Regions from separate parts of the Macaca mulatta genome. Here region 2 is linked to region 1. The links are chromatin contacts, called in public Hi-C maps. All regions are on one chromosome and are shown on one strand. Each heading gives the region's core, a stretch centred on a gene start, on an enhancer-like site or on the middle of the called end of the contact. The rest is flanking DNA. Distances are from core to core; before and after follow the strand shown. Region 1 holds the start of ANKRD39 (ankyrin repeat domain 39). Region 2 holds the start of COX5B (cytochrome c oxidase subunit 5B).

Evidence for each region. Hi-C and Micro-C count contacts between places; a contact is called where the count stands out from the background.
Region 2: a contact with region 1 is called in a Hi-C map of liver, with 2.7 times the contacts expected there. The contact joins the promoter of COX5B here to the promoter of ANKRD39 in region 1. A contact is called at or near these places in 2 of 14 Hi-C or Micro-C datasets (fetal cortex germinal zone and liver).

The regions. Positions count from the first base shown.
Region 1 is chr13:5,524,018-5,531,980 of T2T-MMU8v2.0, reverse strand. ANKRD39 (ankyrin repeat domain 39) reads left to right here and starts at 4,908. Exons shown (of 5, transcript XM_015112915.3): 1 at 4,908-5,080. The coding sequence starts at 4,981. SEMA4C (semaphorin 4C) reads left to right here. Exons shown (of 15, transcript NM_001266458.1): 13 at 1,066-1,223; 14 at 1,311-1,381; 15 at 1,505-2,876. The coding sequence ends at 2,334.
Region 2 is chr13:5,680,644-5,688,606 of T2T-MMU8v2.0, reverse strand. It overlaps COX5B (cytochrome c oxidase subunit 5B), which reads right to left and starts at 5,184. Exons shown (of 4, transcript XM_001100566.5): 1 at 5,073-5,184; 2 at 4,116-4,189; 3 at 3,834-3,933; 4 at 3,079-3,277. The coding sequence starts at 5,175. The coding sequence ends at 3,165.

The sequences.
Region 1 (7,963 bases), core at 3,659-6,158:
GACTGTTTCCCTGAAGTGCTTGCATTATATCCTTGTGCAATACTCCTTTTGGTTTCTTTTGAGTCGGAGTCTCACTCTGTCACCCAGGCTGAAGTGCAGTGATGCGATCTCAGTGCACTGCAACCTCCACCTCCCAGGTTGAAGCTATTCTCCTGCCTCAGCCTCCTGAGTAGCTGGGATTGATTACAGGTGCCTGCCACCACGCCCAGCTAAAGGTTTTTTTTTGTTGTTGTTGTTGAGATGGAGTCTCACTCTGTCGCCCAGGCTGGAGTGCAGTGGCGTGATCTCAGCTGATTGCAACCTCCACCTCCCAGGTTCAAGCAATTCTGCCTCAGCCTCCCAAGTAACTGGGACTACAGGCACATGCCACCATGCCCGGCTCATTTTTGTATCTTTAGTAGAGACAAGGTTTTACCATGTTGGCCAGACTGGTCTTGAACTCCTAACCTCAAGTTGGAGATTTGCCCACCTCAGCCTCCCAAAGTGCTTGGATTCCAGGCATGACCTGCTGTGCCCAGTTGCCTTGTGCAATACTCTTGTGGCATGTTTACTACACCTCCTGAACTTTGATTTGTTTGCCTTTTACCACCTATTGTGACTCAAAATTGTCCCCCAGAACATGGAATAATGGCAGAAAGAAAGTGTGTGGTTGAAGAAACCCACAGATTGGCATCCACTGTTGAAACAGGAAAACATCTTATGTTATGCTGCTGCTGTCGTGAGGGCTGATGGGCCTTGAGAGAAATGTATTTCCCGCACTAATGTGTGTGAGTGTGTATGATTATACTTTTTGGCCTCACAGCCCCACATCTCTTTCTAATAAGGTCACGTCTCTAAGGGGCTTAGGATTGCATCTGGCCTGCGTAAGCCCTTTGCGTTCTGCAGTTCTTAGAGTTCCCTTTTCAGCACTACAGCTCTGCCTCGTTCCCTTGTTCCTCCTTCTGGTGCCCCGTCCTGTGCCCCCTGCAGAAGTCCAAGCTGTCCCCGTGCTGCGTTCTGGTCCGGCCGCCCCTCCCACGGTGTGGCCCTGGCTGACCCCCCTTCTGCGCCCCGCTTCTCTCGCAGAAGCTGCTCTTTGCCGGCTCCCGCTCTCAGCTGGTGCAGCTGCCCCTGGCCGACTGCATGAAGTACCGCTCCTGTGCAGACTGTGTCCTCGCCCGGGACCCCTATTGTGCCTGGAGCGTCAACACCAGCCGCTGTGTGGCCGTGGGTGGCCACTCTGGGTGAGTTGGGCTCTACATAGACCAGGACCAGCAGGGACTCAGGGTGGTTGGAGCCAGGCTGCTGATGTACCCTCCATCCCCTACCAGATCTCTGCTGATCCAGCACGTGATGATCTCGGACACTTCAGGCATCTGCAACCTCCGAGGCAGTAAGAAAGGTGAGCTTTTTCATTCCCCTCGCATCGGGCTGAGCCCGGACCAGAGCTGGAGTTTCTGTTCTCCTCTTCCCTAGCCCCGCTTTCCTGTACTAACATGCACTCTCTTTTTCTCTGCCACTACAGTCAGGGCCACTCCCAAAAACATCACGGTGGTGGCGGGCACAGACCTGGTGCTGCCCTGCCACCTCTCCTCCAACTTGGCCCATGCCCGCTGGACCTTTGGGGGCCGGGACCTGCCTGCGGAACAGCCCGGCTCTTTCCTCTACGATGCCCGGCTCCAGGCCCTAGTTGTGATGGCCGCCCAGCCCCGCCACGCTGGGGCCTACCACTGCTTTTCAGAGGAGCAGGGGGCGCGGCTAGCTGCTGAAGGCTACCTTGTGGCTGTCGTGGCAGGCCCGTCGGTGACCTTGGAGGCCCGGGCCCCCCTGGAAAACCTGGGGCTGGTGTGGCTGGCGGTGGTGGCCCTGGGGGCCGTGTGCCTGGTGCTGCTGCTGCTGGTGCTGTCACTGCGCCGGCGGCTGCGGGAAGAGCTGGAGAAAGGGGCCAAGGCTACTGAGAGGACCCTGGTGTACCCCCTGGAGCTGCCCAAGGAGCCCACCAGTCCCCCCTTCCGGCCCTGTCCTGAACCAGATGAGAAACTTTGGGATCCTGTCGGTTACTACTATTCAGATGGCTCCCTTAAGATAGTACCTGGGCATGCCCGGTGCCAGCCCGGCGGGGGCCCCCCTTCACCACCTCCAGGCATCCCAGGCCAGCCTCTGCCTTCTCCAACTCGGCTTCACTTGGGGGGTGGGCGGAACTCAAATGCCAATGGTTACGTGCGCTTACAACTAGGAGGGGAGGACCGGGGAGGGCTCGGGCACCCCCTGCCTGAGCTTGCGGATGAACTGAGACGCAAACTGCAGCAACGCCAGCCACTGCCCGACTCCAACCCCGAGGAGTCATCAGTATGAGGGGAAACCCCCACCGCGTCGGCGGGAAGCGTGGGAGGTGTAGCTCCTACTTTTGCACAGGCACCAGCTACCTCAGGGACATGGCATGGGCACCTGCTCTGTCTGGGACGGATACTGCCCAGCACCCACCCGGCCATGAGGACCTGCTCTGCTCAGCACGGGCACTGCCACTTGGTGTGGCTCACCAGGGCACCAGCCTCGCAGGAGGCATCTTCCTCTCTGTGAATCACAGACACGCGGGACCCCAGCCGCCAAAACTTTTCAAGGCAGAAATGTCAAGATGGGTGTTTGTCCGTATTTGCACGTGTGTTTGTGTGTCTGTGTGTGTGTGTGCACGTGCGTGCGCGCTTGTGGTATAGCCTTCCTGTTTCTGTCAAGTCTTCCCTTGGCCTGGGTCCTCCTGGTGAGTCATTGGAGCTATGAAGGGGAAGGGGTCGTATCACTTTGCCTCTCCTACCCCCACTGTCCCGAATGTCGGGCAGCGATGTACATATGGGGGTGGGGTGGGCAGGGTGCTGTGCCCCTTCAGGGGGAGTGCAGGGCTCGGGGTGGGCCTAGTCCTGCTCCTAGGGCTGTGAATGTTTTCAGGGTGGGGGGAGGGAGATGGAGCCTCCTGTGTGTTTTGGGGGAAGGGTGGGTGGGGCCTCCCACTTGGCCCTGGGGTTCAGTGGTATTTTATATTTGCCTTCTTCCTGTACAGGGCTGGGAAAGGCTGTGTGAGGGGAGAGAGGGTGGGACTGCTGTGGATAATGGCATACTCTCTTCCAGCCCTAGGAGGGGGGCTCCCAACGGTGTAACTTATTGTGTCCCCGCGTATTTATTTGTTGTAAATATTTGAGTATTTTTATATTGACAAATAAAATGGAGAAAATGAAACGATTTCTGTGATGGGGCTAAGATGTTTGGGCTAAAGCCCTTCTGGGTACCGAGAGGGAAAGCTCTCTGGGTGGAGGGAGGCTGGACAGGACCTCCCCCACAGTCCCAGGGCGGCCACCACTTTTGTGGTCCCTGCCTGCCTGCCTGTGGGAGGGAACAGCCCAGCTCCAGTGTTTTCCCACAGTGGTGGCTGCGGCGCTGGGAACCAGACCATGGCCACAGCCCCTTGGGAGCCAGCTTTGGCTTCTGGCCAGAAGGAGAAGTCAGGGCACTGGGAGTCCAGGGGAGAAGTGGAGTTGGGGGGCGGGGGTGCCTTCCCAGAACTCAGGACGGTTAGTGGGAGTGAGGGGCCAAAGGAGTGGAAGGTTGTGGAGATGAGATCGTTGTTTGTGTGAGGATGGGGTTCTCAACCCGCTTAGGGGAGGAGAAATGACTTCCAGCCTTCTACCCACCACGAATGCTTAGGGTCTTCAGTGCCCCAACTGGGGGGGGGGAAGGAATTTACACCCAGTGTGCACCAGACCACTGTCCTGGAGAGGGACTGGCACAGAACCCAACCTGCATTCTGTTGCTCGTGCACCCTTTCTAAACCAGTCAGGCCGTGGAAGTGAGGTCTCCCCTGTACACTTGATCGTGGCGTGAGCAGGCAGCTGCCTGGGTTTTAACTGGGAATTGAGAAGGCTGGGGTCTGCTGAGGAGCACGCTGCGCGGGTTCACGGTCTGCAGACGGCCGCCCAGAGGGTTTTGATCGTGAAGACCGATTCGGTAAACTCGGCGCCCACTGTGGGGCCAGGGGGTTCTACACAAACCAAGGCCCTGCCCCTGCCCTTGAGGTAGAGCTACAAGCAGGAGAAGTTGTAGCCACCACCAGCCCCTTGCTGGACTTGTAAGGAAGAGCGGGGTACGGGGACGAGACCTTTCCAGCCGTCACTTTGCCGCTGCCTCGGGGGCAATCGGCCTTGGCCCAGGGTGGTGCCAGGAAGAGGGGGTAAAGACCGCGGAGCGCGCCCCGGCGCGATGGTTCACGCCTGTAATCCCAGCACTCCGGGAGGCCGAGGCGGGCGGATCACGAGGTCAAGAGATCGAGACCACCCTGGCTAACACGGTGAAACCCCGTCTCTACTAAAAATACAAAAAATTAGCCAGGCGTGGTGGCGGGCGCTTGTAATCCCAGCTACTCAGGAGTATGACGCAGGAGAATCGCTTGAACCCGGGAGGCGGAGGCTGCAGTGATCCGAGATCGCGCCACTGCACTCCAGCCTGGGTGACAGAGCCAGACTCGGTCTCAAAAAAAAAAAAGAGACCGCAGAGCGTGTGGCGCCTCCCTGCCCTAGCGGCCCGGCGGGACTAGAGGCGGTAAAGAGAGGAGCCAGAGAGGTCGCTGGAGGGCTGGGTCATGGTGAAGGTAACTGGAAAGCTCCCGACCGGACCCAGCCGCCTCATCCCCACACCCGGCAAGGCCAGGCGGCCTAAAGGCCCTCCCGAGGCGCGCAGCTCCCGGAACCCAGCGCCTCCGCTTAGCCTCTGACGCCCTCGCGCGGCCGCCTCGGGGCATGGCCCGGCGCAACAAGCCCCGCCCTACCTCTGCAATTGGTTCTCGAGCTAAGGCCTAGGCGTTTGATTGGTAGGTTTTGGTGAGGAGGCGGGACTAGGACGACAGCCGCGGACGCCAAGCAGCCAGATCCGGGACGCGGGGCGGGCCCTGCGTCCGCCCCTCCCGCCGAGGCCGCGCGTGAGACCCGGGGTAGGTCGGCTGGCGCCGGGGCCGTGATGGCGACGCCGAGGCCCTGCGCGGATGGGCCCTGCTGCTCGCAGCCCAGCGCGGTGCTCGGCGTACAGCAGACGCTGGAGGAGATGGACTTCGAGAGGGGTGAGGCGGCCGCGCGGCCCTGGTGGCTCTCCCCAGGCCCCGGCCCAAGGAGGAGGCGCGGGGCCGAGGAGAGGCGGGTGAACTGGGCCCCGAGAGCGTGGGGCCTGGTGCGGGAGGGCGGGCGGGACTCGTGGTTCCCGCGTACTGAGAGCCTGCCAGGGCCTCTCACTAGCTCAGCCAGCAGACACCTGTTTCGCGGGCGGCGGGGAAGCCGAGACACTGGTTTCCAAAACCCTCCCGAGTGGCGGGGGACGACCTCCCCTGGGAGACGCCCTCCCCTGGGAGACGCAAGCCTGCTCAGGTGTGGGAGAGAGGGGCCGGGGGGCAGAATCTGCACTGGGGCATTGCACCCCCCGAGGGGCTGCAGGCCTGGGGGCTGCGCGGTGAAGGAGGGCACTGGCCCTTGTTTGGCCCCGGGTGCCAGGCAGCCTGCATGCTTTAGAGATGGCAAGAACTTCGCACGGGTATCCTTCGAGGCAGGGCACGGTATCTCATCTGTGGGACCCAGAGAGATAACACGTTTGGCCCAGATTATACAGAGATTATGGTGGCAATAGGAACGGAGGAAGGCGGGAAAGCAAGGTGCTTCTTCTGAGTGTTGGGAGCCATTGTGCTACTTGTGCTGTGTCGGCTACCCGTGCGGATGCAGCCCTCGATTGCCACTGCTGTGCAAGCATTCTCATGGAACCCTTCCTTTACCATGGTTCTGGCACCTGCCCACTTCCCTCCGCCCCTCCCACCACTGTCCTCTGCACTGCCGAAGTGGTTGCCTCAAGAGGGTCTTTCCGCCCCCACGATTGCCCTCCTACAGGGTTTCCTACTCTCACATAGCAGCCAGAGCGGCTTTTTGAATATTAGAAATCAGATCATTCCTTGTTATGGCCTACAAAGCTCTGTAGACCCACCCCTGCCGCCTCTACTTCTCTCCCTCATTTTATTTCTCGTGCTTTTCTTCTCCCAATCACTACGCCGCAGCCACACTAGTCTTGTTTTGGTGTCTCAAATATGCAAGACCTTTTCCTGAGTGAAGGCCATTGGACTTCTTGTCCCGTCTCCTTCGAATGAACTTCCTACAGCCGTTAAGCTAGCTGATGCTTTTCTTCAGATCCCAGCTCCAATGGCATCTCCTCAGAAACCCTCCCTAAACACCGTAGTTCTCAACTGGGGACAGTTCTGCCCTTTAAGGGACTTGGGGAATGTCTGGAGACATTTTGAGTTATCACAGGCGGGAGGGTGCTACAGGTGTGTAGTAGGTAGAGACAAGGGATGCTATATACATGGTACAACGCACAGGACAGCTCCCTACAGTAATCATCCGGCCCATAAATGTCAATAGTGCTGTTAAGAAGTAAACATTGCATTATCCAAAGTTAGGCCAGTTACTCTGATGTATCCATCATCGTGCTTGTTTGTTTTGTTTTTTTGAGACAGAATCTCCCTCTTTTGTTCAGGCTGGGGAGCAGTAGCGCAGTCTTGGCTCGCTGCAACCTCCGCCTCCTGGGTTCAATTGATTTTTCTACTCTCCTGAGTATCTGGGATTACAGGCGTGTGCTACCATGCCCGGCTAGTTTTTGTATTTTTAGTAAAGATGGGTTTCACCATATTGGTCAGGCTGGTCTCAGAACTCCTGACCTCATGATCCGCCTGCCTTGGCCTCCCAAAGTGCTGGGATTACAGGCGTGAACCACCGCGCCCGGCATCTTGCTTTCATAAAAACCAATTTTTACTGCAAATAATTTCCTCATTTTTTTTGTGAAGACAAACAAATACATTCTTTAAAACATTAATGGCAAGAGTGTGTTTGATAAGCCAATTTTAGGTACTTTTGTCACCAATAAAAGAAACTGTGTGAGATTTGTGGATCCACTTCACTAGAGATTTGTTAATCTGCTTCGCTGTAGTAACCCTTTTACTGCCCATATGTATCCCATAACATTGTGTTGTAAAACTCATATATGCAATAAAATTTATTTTTAAAGTAAAAACAAAAAACAAAAAAAAAAACTATCTTAACAAAAGAAAAGGTACATGTTCTTTAGGAATATCACCTCTCCTACAAATAATATTAACTTTAATACATTTTATAAAAAATTTACTTTTCTTTTTGAGACTGAGTTTTGCTCTTGTCATCCAGGCTGGAGTGCAGTGGCGCAATCTCGGCTCACTGCAACCTCTGCCTCCCAGGTTCAAGTGATTTTCCTCCCTCAGCCCTACCGAGTGGCTGGGATTACAGGTGCCTGCCACCACGCCTGGCTAATTTTGTATTTTTAGTAGAGACGAGGTTTCACCATGTTGGCCAGGCTGGTCTCAAACTCCTGACCTCAGGTGATCCGCCCACCTTGGCCTCCCAAAGTGCTGGGATTACAGGCGTGAGCCACTGTGCTTAGCCTTTATAATCTTACATTATTTTGTTTGCTTACTGATTTATTATCTATTTCCTACATGTGGAAAAGATGCTTATCTATTTTGTTTTGTGGACTTTTTTTATTTTTAATTTTTTTCAGAGACAAGGTCTCACTGTTGCTTAGGCTGGTCTTGGATTCCTGGTCTCAAGCGATCCTCCTTCCTCAGCCTCCCAAAATGATGAGGATTATAGGCATGAGCCACCATACCCAGCCTGTTGTGTGAATTTTTTTTTTTTTTCAAGTCATACCGACTTTCTGGGTTTATTTTCCTTTCCATTTTATTGTGCCTGTATGTATTATGCCTCTTCTCCCATTGTATCCAGTTCCTTTGTCTTTTTTTTTTTAACCTTTTTTTTTTTTGAGATGGAGTCTCAAGAAAAACAACCACTGCTTCCTGGGTTCAAGCGGTTCTGCCTCAGCCTCCCGAGTAGCTGGGATTACAGGCACTCACCACCATGCCCGGGTAATTTTTTTGTAT
Region 2 (7,963 bases), core at 3,935-6,434, 160 kb before region 1:
GGCCTTGGGAAAAAGTTCTTCATTGTGTACTTGGAGAGAGTTTAATACAGTTAAGAGTGAGGACTGGCCGGGCGCGGTGGCTCAAGGCTGTAATCCCAGCATTTTGGGAGGCCGAGACGGATGGATCATGAGGGCAGGAGATTGAGACCATCCTGGCCAACACGGTGAAACCTCGTCTCTACTAAAAAATACAAAAGAACTAGCCGGGCGAGGCGGCGGGCGCCTGTAGTCCCAGCTACTAGGGAGGCTGAGGCAGGAGAATGGCGTAAACCTGGGAGGCGGAGCTTGCAGTGAGCCGAGATCCGGCCACTGCACCCCAGCTTGGGCGACAGAGCGAGACTCCGTCTCAAAAAAAAAAAAAAAAAGGGGGGGGGGCCTATATTCTTCCTTGGTGAGTGGAGATGGCATCCAGTTTAAGCTGCTAAGTGGCCAGAGGTTCAGATGGAGCCCTCTTCTGCCCAAAAGCGAATATTTTGTCCTCCTAGTGGGGAACATTATTTGCCCCCTACCACTAGGGCTCCCAGTTACCATGAGGCAAGGCAGCGAGCTACTCCATATGGTTAGCCTGAAGCAGTTCTCAGCCTTGCTGTCGGAAGCACCTGTGGAACTTTAAACTTCTGATGCTTGGGTCCTAAGCCAATGTCTGGGTGTGGCCTGGGCACTGGGAGTTGTAAAAGATCCCCAGGTGATTCTAAAGTGTGCTAAATATGAGACCCATTGACTCAGGGATTGGATTTATTATTCATCTGTGTATTCTTTTCCTACTGGTGCCATAGAAAATTTTCACAAACTTAGTGGCTTAAAATAACACAAGTTTATTATCTTACTGTTCCCAAGTCTAACGTGGGTCTCACTAGGCTGAAGTCAAAGTGTCAGCTGGGCTTCACTCCTTTCTGAAGACTAGAGTATCATTTCCTTGCCCTTCCCAGCTTTTAGAGGCTATTTGCCTTCCTTGACTCGTGGGCCCCTTCCTCCATCTTCAAAGCCACCAACATTGCATTTCTCCGACCATTCTATTTCTCCAACCATTCTGAGTCACGTCTCTGATTCTCTTCTGCCGCTTTTGTGCTTTTTGGATCCACCTGGATAATCTGGGAGTAACTATTTTAAGATTAGCTGATTAGCAACCTGAATTCCATCTGCAGTCTCTACTCCTTCTTGCTATGTGACCTAACATATTCAGATTCTAGGGATTTATGATGTGGACATCTTTGGGGGATCATTATTCTGCCTGCCACTGTCTGCAAATGTACTGGAGATTTTTCTTTCTGCTTGTTTTTTTGGTTTGAGACAGGGTCTCGCTTTGTTACCCCGGCTAGAGTGCAGTGGCACGGTCATGGCTCACTGAAGCCTTGACCTCCTGGGTTCAAGTGGTCCTTCCACCTCAGTCCCCCAAAGTGTTGGGGTTACAGGCATGAGCTGCCATGCCCAGCCCATTTTTCTTTACAAGTAAATTGGTTAAATTTTTAAAAAGAAAAGCAAAGACTTGGAGATGAGGGAGGGAGAAAACAGATTGGATTAATGATATGGGGAGTCAAAAGTCCCCCTCAGCAGAGTTTGAGTTGGAAGAGATGTGGAAAGGGAAAGGCAGGCCAGCCACACGGGCTTAGTGACAGCAGACTAATCTCATGGGCGTGTAGGGGTTAGATCTCACAGGGGGTTATCCGACAGCTCCCCTTCCCAGAGGAAAGGGCCTCAAATGGCAGGTCAGTGCTTGGGCATTTCCTGGAAACAGGTCATGAACAAGGATGGAAGCAATAGCTTTGACTACGCCTTCAGGATGGGCAAGATGAGAGGAAGGGGCTTTTCTCTATCAGCTCCCACTGAAATACCTAGTTTGGACCAATTTTGTGAAGATAGTAACTGAAGCCACCTCTGGCTAATCTCCACACAAAATGAAAAGGTATTTCTATTTTGTAGATAAGAGGTTTTTGAGATTTTAACTTGTCCCAAGGTGTCACAGGTATGAAGTAGCTGAAGTGGGCTTTTTTGGAATTTCTCCCCTCCCTTATTCCCATGCGTATCTCAAGCATGGAAAAAAAAAAAAACCAAAAAAAAAAACACTACATAAATACCTGAAAGTATAGTAAATGTCTACATACCAAATGTCCAGAGTTCAAATTCTTCTCAACTTTTTTTCCTTTATAATTGTTTCCAAATCAATATCTAAACAAGGCGTGCACGCTGCTGACTAGTATCTCCGTTATCTGTTTCTCCACGTGATCTCCCTATCTTTCCCCCGACTCCTTCCAATTTATTTGAAGAAACATGGTCAGTGATTTCTGAAATCATTCCATATTCTGAATTTTGCTGCTGGTGTCCCCATGAATTTTTTTTTTTTTGGAGATGGAGTCTCGCTCTGTTGCCCAGGCTGGAGTGCAGTGGCCGGATATCAGCTCACTGCAAGCTCCACCTCCTGGGTTCACGCTATTCTCCTGCCTCAGCCTCCCGAGTAGCTGGGACTACAGGCGCCCGCCACCTCGGCCAGCTAGTTTTTTGTTATTTTTTAGTAGAGACGGGGTTTCACCGTGTTAACCAGGATGGTCTCGATCTCCTAACCTTGTGATCCGCCCGTCTCGGCCTCCCAAAGTGCTGGGATTACAGGCTTGAGCCACCGCGCCTGGCCTCCTCATGAATTCTTACTTTGCACCTGGGTCCCTCAAGACTTCAAAATCCCCAAAACTCTCTTCACAAGGCCACCCTGTCTCTATGATGATACTGTGAGGCCCTACTATCCACTCAGCTCTTTACATATTAAGCACCTCACAAGGTATTTACCTTTTTGTAGTTGTACCTGACCCCTGAGAACATGTCCACAGGGATAGAGCCAAACGATGGAGCCAATATTTTAAGTTCAGTCAGCCTGACTCCTCAGCCCGCCCCCTTCTGTCATACTAGGTGGTCTCATTCATTGCATTACGGGTTGTCAATCTGTTCTTATTATTAATTTAAGCACTATACACTGGTTATACACTTTCACTAAGTGGATGACAAGCTAGTATTAACAGATAGCTATTCCCAAAATAAGAATATTCCCTGACTCCCAAAGAATACAGGAAAGAAGTAAGACCACCCATCTATGGGAGAAGGAGCCAATGCAACAGCTAGTCTTTACTGGAAAGAAAAAACTTTACAGCACATTTTGAGTAACTTAGTACAGGCGCTCAGTGTGCCAGCCGGTGGGGTACCAGCTTGTAATGGGCTCCACAGCGGGGGCATCGCTGGGCTTCGCCTTCACGCAGCCAAAACCAGATGACGCTGGTGTTGTCCTCTTCACCTAAAAGGGAAAAAAGGTGGTTGAGGGTCATCCAGCCTAAAAAGGGAGCCTTTCAACATGAATTTCTTTTCCTCAGACAACTCTGATACACAAGCAGCCTATGGTTGACATCTTAAGAGATCAGTTCAAGCCCTCCTCTCATTCTTCAGATGAAGAAATTGAGGCTCTGAGTTCACCTATGAGTAAACTGACCTTGTATTAGGGTCACTGTAAATTCTAACAATTCCCTTGCCTATGCAGAATGCAAAGCAGGGTCCGTTCTGGTAGGTATTCCTAGTGTCTAAAATGATGCCTGGCATAGAAGCAGTACAACAATAAATATTTGCTGGGTGGGTACTCCTTCATGCCGCAATCCCAGTGAGCCAGTCTTACTGCTGTGCCACGCTTCTTTCCAGTAAGGATGAACTATCAGGCATAATGAGGCTTGAGAGCGTCAAGACCCTGACAGAAACTTACCAACATGCACTCACACACTGAAGATCTGAGTTAGCTTATAGACTCCTGTATTGTAGGATATATTAAGCAAGTGGATAAAAAATAGAGGTGAGGTACTTACAGATGCAGCCCACTATTCTCTTGTTGGTGATGGAGGGAACTAAATTAGGGTCTTCCTTGGTGCCTGAAGCTCCCTTTGGGGGCAGTATATTGTATGGGTCCTGAAAAAAAAAAAACAAGAATTGAACCATTATGCCAAATAAGCCCTACCTTTCAGAAGCTCAGGGGACTGTTCCTACAAGCCAAGTTTCCTGGATCAAATACTCCCAGAGATGAGACTACTATGAACACATCCAAGGCCATATAAGTTCCACAGAAGACACAGAAGGGAGTTTCTCCTTACCAGTCCCTTCCTTGCAGCCAGCATGACCTCCCTCTCCAACCCAGTCGCCTGCTCGTCATCGGTGGGAATACCACCTAAAAGAAGACACGTGAATTACGACGCTGACCGAAATGACTCTCAGAAAAATTACAAACAGAAATGATCAAGGAAAATGTCGCCCTGAAACTTCTGTATAAGTTTTAGTGGGCTCACAAGCTCCTAAAGGCTACTCATATCCATGGTCCCCCAAGAATCACCAAGTCTTGATCCACACAAGCAACAGCACTGGGGGAAGTTTTGTTTTTGTTTTTGTTGTTTTTTGAGACGGAGTTTTGCTCTTGTTGCCCAGGCTGGAGTGCAATGGCGCGATGTTGGCTCACTGGAACCTCCGCCTCCCGGGTTTAAGCGATTCTCCTGCCTCAGCCTCTCGAGTAGCTGGGATTACAGGCGCGCGCCACCATGCCCGGCTAATTTTTGTATTATTAGTAATGACGGGGTTTCACCATGTTGGCCAGGCTGGTCTTGAACTCCTGACCTCAGGTGATCTGCCCGCCTCAGCCTCCCAAAGTGCTGGGATTACAGTTGTGAGCCACGGCGCCTGGCCTAGGAGCTTTTCTTTCTCCAACCACCGAGGCCAATTTGTCGACATTTGTCTAAAGGCACGTAGAACCCACTCGGCTTGAGGTGGGCGCAGGTTTGAAAGGCGGCCGGACCCCTCCCCATCCCGGTGGCAGTCTCGGTCCCTCCCAAGGTCACCCGGCACCTCATTTAGGATACTTTCGCAGCGGAGTCAGTTCGGGGGGCGGCAGGAGCAGCGGTCCAGAATTACAGGGAGATGCCTGCAGAACCTGAGGCACTCGGGGCCGTAAGCGGCCACTGGGACCTCGAGAAGCTGCACGGCAAGCCCCGCTTGGCCGCCCTGGGACCACCCTGGGAGGGCAACAGTCTGGTCCCTGGCACGCCCGGCGAGCCGAGTACCTCCAGATGCCATGGAGCGCACCGCAGCCACGCCACTGGGGCCGCGAGCCCTCAGGGCCTGCGCGGCCAGCGCTCCTGCTCCGCGAAGTAACCTTGAAGCCATCGCGTCCTCGACTAACAGCAGCAGTTCCGGGAACAAGCTGCGGAGACAGGAGGAACTTCCGGGGGCGGGCTTCTTTCGCCTCCCGGTCAGCTTTCCGCTTCCTCCCAGCCCTCCAGCCCGCCCACTCCCACGACGGTGGCGGGGACGGAAACTGCGCATGCCCAGCTCGGCCTCTTCCTGCACCGCGCAGCGGCTGAGGCTTGGGGGCGGGTTTGCTCTTTAGTAAAGCTGGGAGGTGGGAAAGTTGTTTTGGTCCCTGGAGCTCAGCGGCTGCACAGCACTGGAGTTCCTACGTGTGTGGCCCGGTAGTCCGTGTTCTGCAAACGTGGAGGCTGCTGATGGAAGTCATGAAGTCCCCGTCTGTCAGGAGACTTAGTGAAACCCAAATGATTTGAATTTAGAAGTGGGATCCTAAAGATCGCTGCGTTCCTTACTAGGCTGGTTAGTGGCAGGGCTGGTTCTCGTGGCAGGGAGTGAGCCGTCGCGAGCGTGTCGCATTGGACGGGACCTACCTGCAGTCCTGGCCCACTTTCCTGTTATTTAGAGTTGTACTGTGTGTGGGAGGCGCGGAGCTCCCGGCCTGGGGAGGAGGACAGGGCCGGGGGCGGGACCCCCTACCAGGACCAAGGCCCTGGTGATGTGGAGGAAGTGGCCACTCTTTTTCGAGGCTCCCAAGGGAGGAGGAGCAGGAAGGGGAATTGATAATAGGAAATGGAGTCAGTCAGCCTGCTGTGACTGGTTTGAGTTCCGTGTTTGAAACGGAAAACGTCGTCCGTCCACAGCTTGCTGTTGCCGCCAGGCTAAGATGTGCAAATTTCTTGGGGTGAGCTTTAGTCAGTATAGCCCTGTGACAGGCCGGCTGCATGCGGTATCTGAGTTTCCCTACCAGATAGAAAATCCCGTTCCAGTGGGAATTATGCTCATCATTGAATCTTCAATGCCTTGCAGAGGTCTGGTATATAGTAGGGTCCAGGAATTTTAGTAAATTTACTTCTTGTATAAAATATACAAAACCAGTTTATAGGGCTTCTCCTGGCCCAGTGAGATCCACTGGAGGCAACTTGGGGAGAATTGAAGGCTCAGGTGCTCCCACCTGTCTCATGCAGGCTATGATATTTTCAAAAGGATGTGGTGGAGCATTGCTTCACAGGAGCACGTCTGGTCTTCCTGGGTGCCCCCTCCACCAATTAAAAAAAAAACCTGTATTCTAAGGCCAAAATTTTTTAAAGATTATTTTTGCTTTGAATGGCTTCACTGTTACTCCCTTCTCCCTCACCTCCACTGCAACCCCTCCAAATTGAATTGGGGAAAAATTCTGAGGAATGTTCCCCAAGGATCTATAGTTAATTTGCAACTGTGGTTAAGGTGTTTGTTTGGCAGGAGAAAAAAGCATTGGTCTGGAAAGTAGCTAGTTCAGCCACTTTTTATCCTTTGGGCCACCATTTCTACATCAGTAAAACTGTCGTTCAACTAGGTTAGTATTTCCCAGAGTGTATTCCATGCCATCCAAGTCTCAAGATATCATCTCAAGAAAAAGGACTTGGTCAAGACAGGGAGGTCCTGCATTTGATGACCACCCTTTTGGAGATGGACGCTAGCATAATAAAGGCTCTGATTAGGCTTGCAGCAAAGACCTCTTACTTAATTTACCTGCAGTTTAAGCCAGAGTTTCCCTTCTTAATTGACCACAAAACCCTTTCCTGAGGAACACCTACTAACTTGCCCCTCAGCAAACCAGTGAGATATTCAGCTCTGATATGTTTCCCTGCTGCCTGACCAGAAATGGTTTACTCCAGGCTGTAAAATGGAAATTGAGTTTAGGCTTCTCATTCTCGTAGTAGGCTTGCTTAATAATAGGAAAGTTTTGCAGGCCCTCATCCAACTCAGGAAAATCTCAGCCTCACTCTGGGATTATTTAGATTGTGTGAGTGAGCTCCAAGGTCAGGGCCAGGCTCCCCGGATATCCCGCTCATCCCCTGCTGCTTCCACCTCCCACCACTCTTCACTCACACCCAGTCCCTCAGGTCTCCTTTGGAAACAGTTGGCTTGGGGAACAGTCTGCCACCTCTGCTTCATCATTGTCTTTACCAGCCCAATAAACTTACTATTATTTTTATAGGATACTTTTTAGTTGTCAGAATAAATGTACATTATAAGTCAAACAGCACAGATATGTAAGGAAAAAGCTAGCAGTTTGGTGTTTATTCTTTTTTTCCTTTCCCTATGCCAGGGTTTCTCAACTTCAGCACAACTGACATCTTGGGTTGACAATTCTTTGAGGGAGGTTGTGCATTGTAGGATTTAACCCTATGTTGGCCGGGCGCGGTGCCTCACACCTGTAATCCCAGCACTTTGGGAGGCTGAGGCTGGTGGATCATGAGGTCAGGAGATCGAGACCATCCTGGCTAATACGGTGAAACCCCATCTCTACTAAAAAAATACAAAAAACTAGCCGGGCGAGGTGGCAGGTGCCTGTAGTCCCAGCTACTCGGGAGTCTGAGGCAAGAGAATGGTGTAAACCCGGGAGGCGGAGCTTGCAGTGAGCTGAGATCTGGCCACTGCACTCCAGCCCAGGTGACAGAGCGAGACTCCGTCTCAAATAATAATAATAATAATAATAATATATTCTGCCAAATTGCTTTCCCCAAGTTTGGAGCACCAGTAGGGCATGTGTGGATCAGTCCCCACCACCAAGCCTTTGCAAATTTAGCCCCACTGGATGAAGGAAAAATTAGTGCCCTTAGTGCTGTTGGTGTTTACATTTCAGCTCCTTGACCGCTAAGGCAGT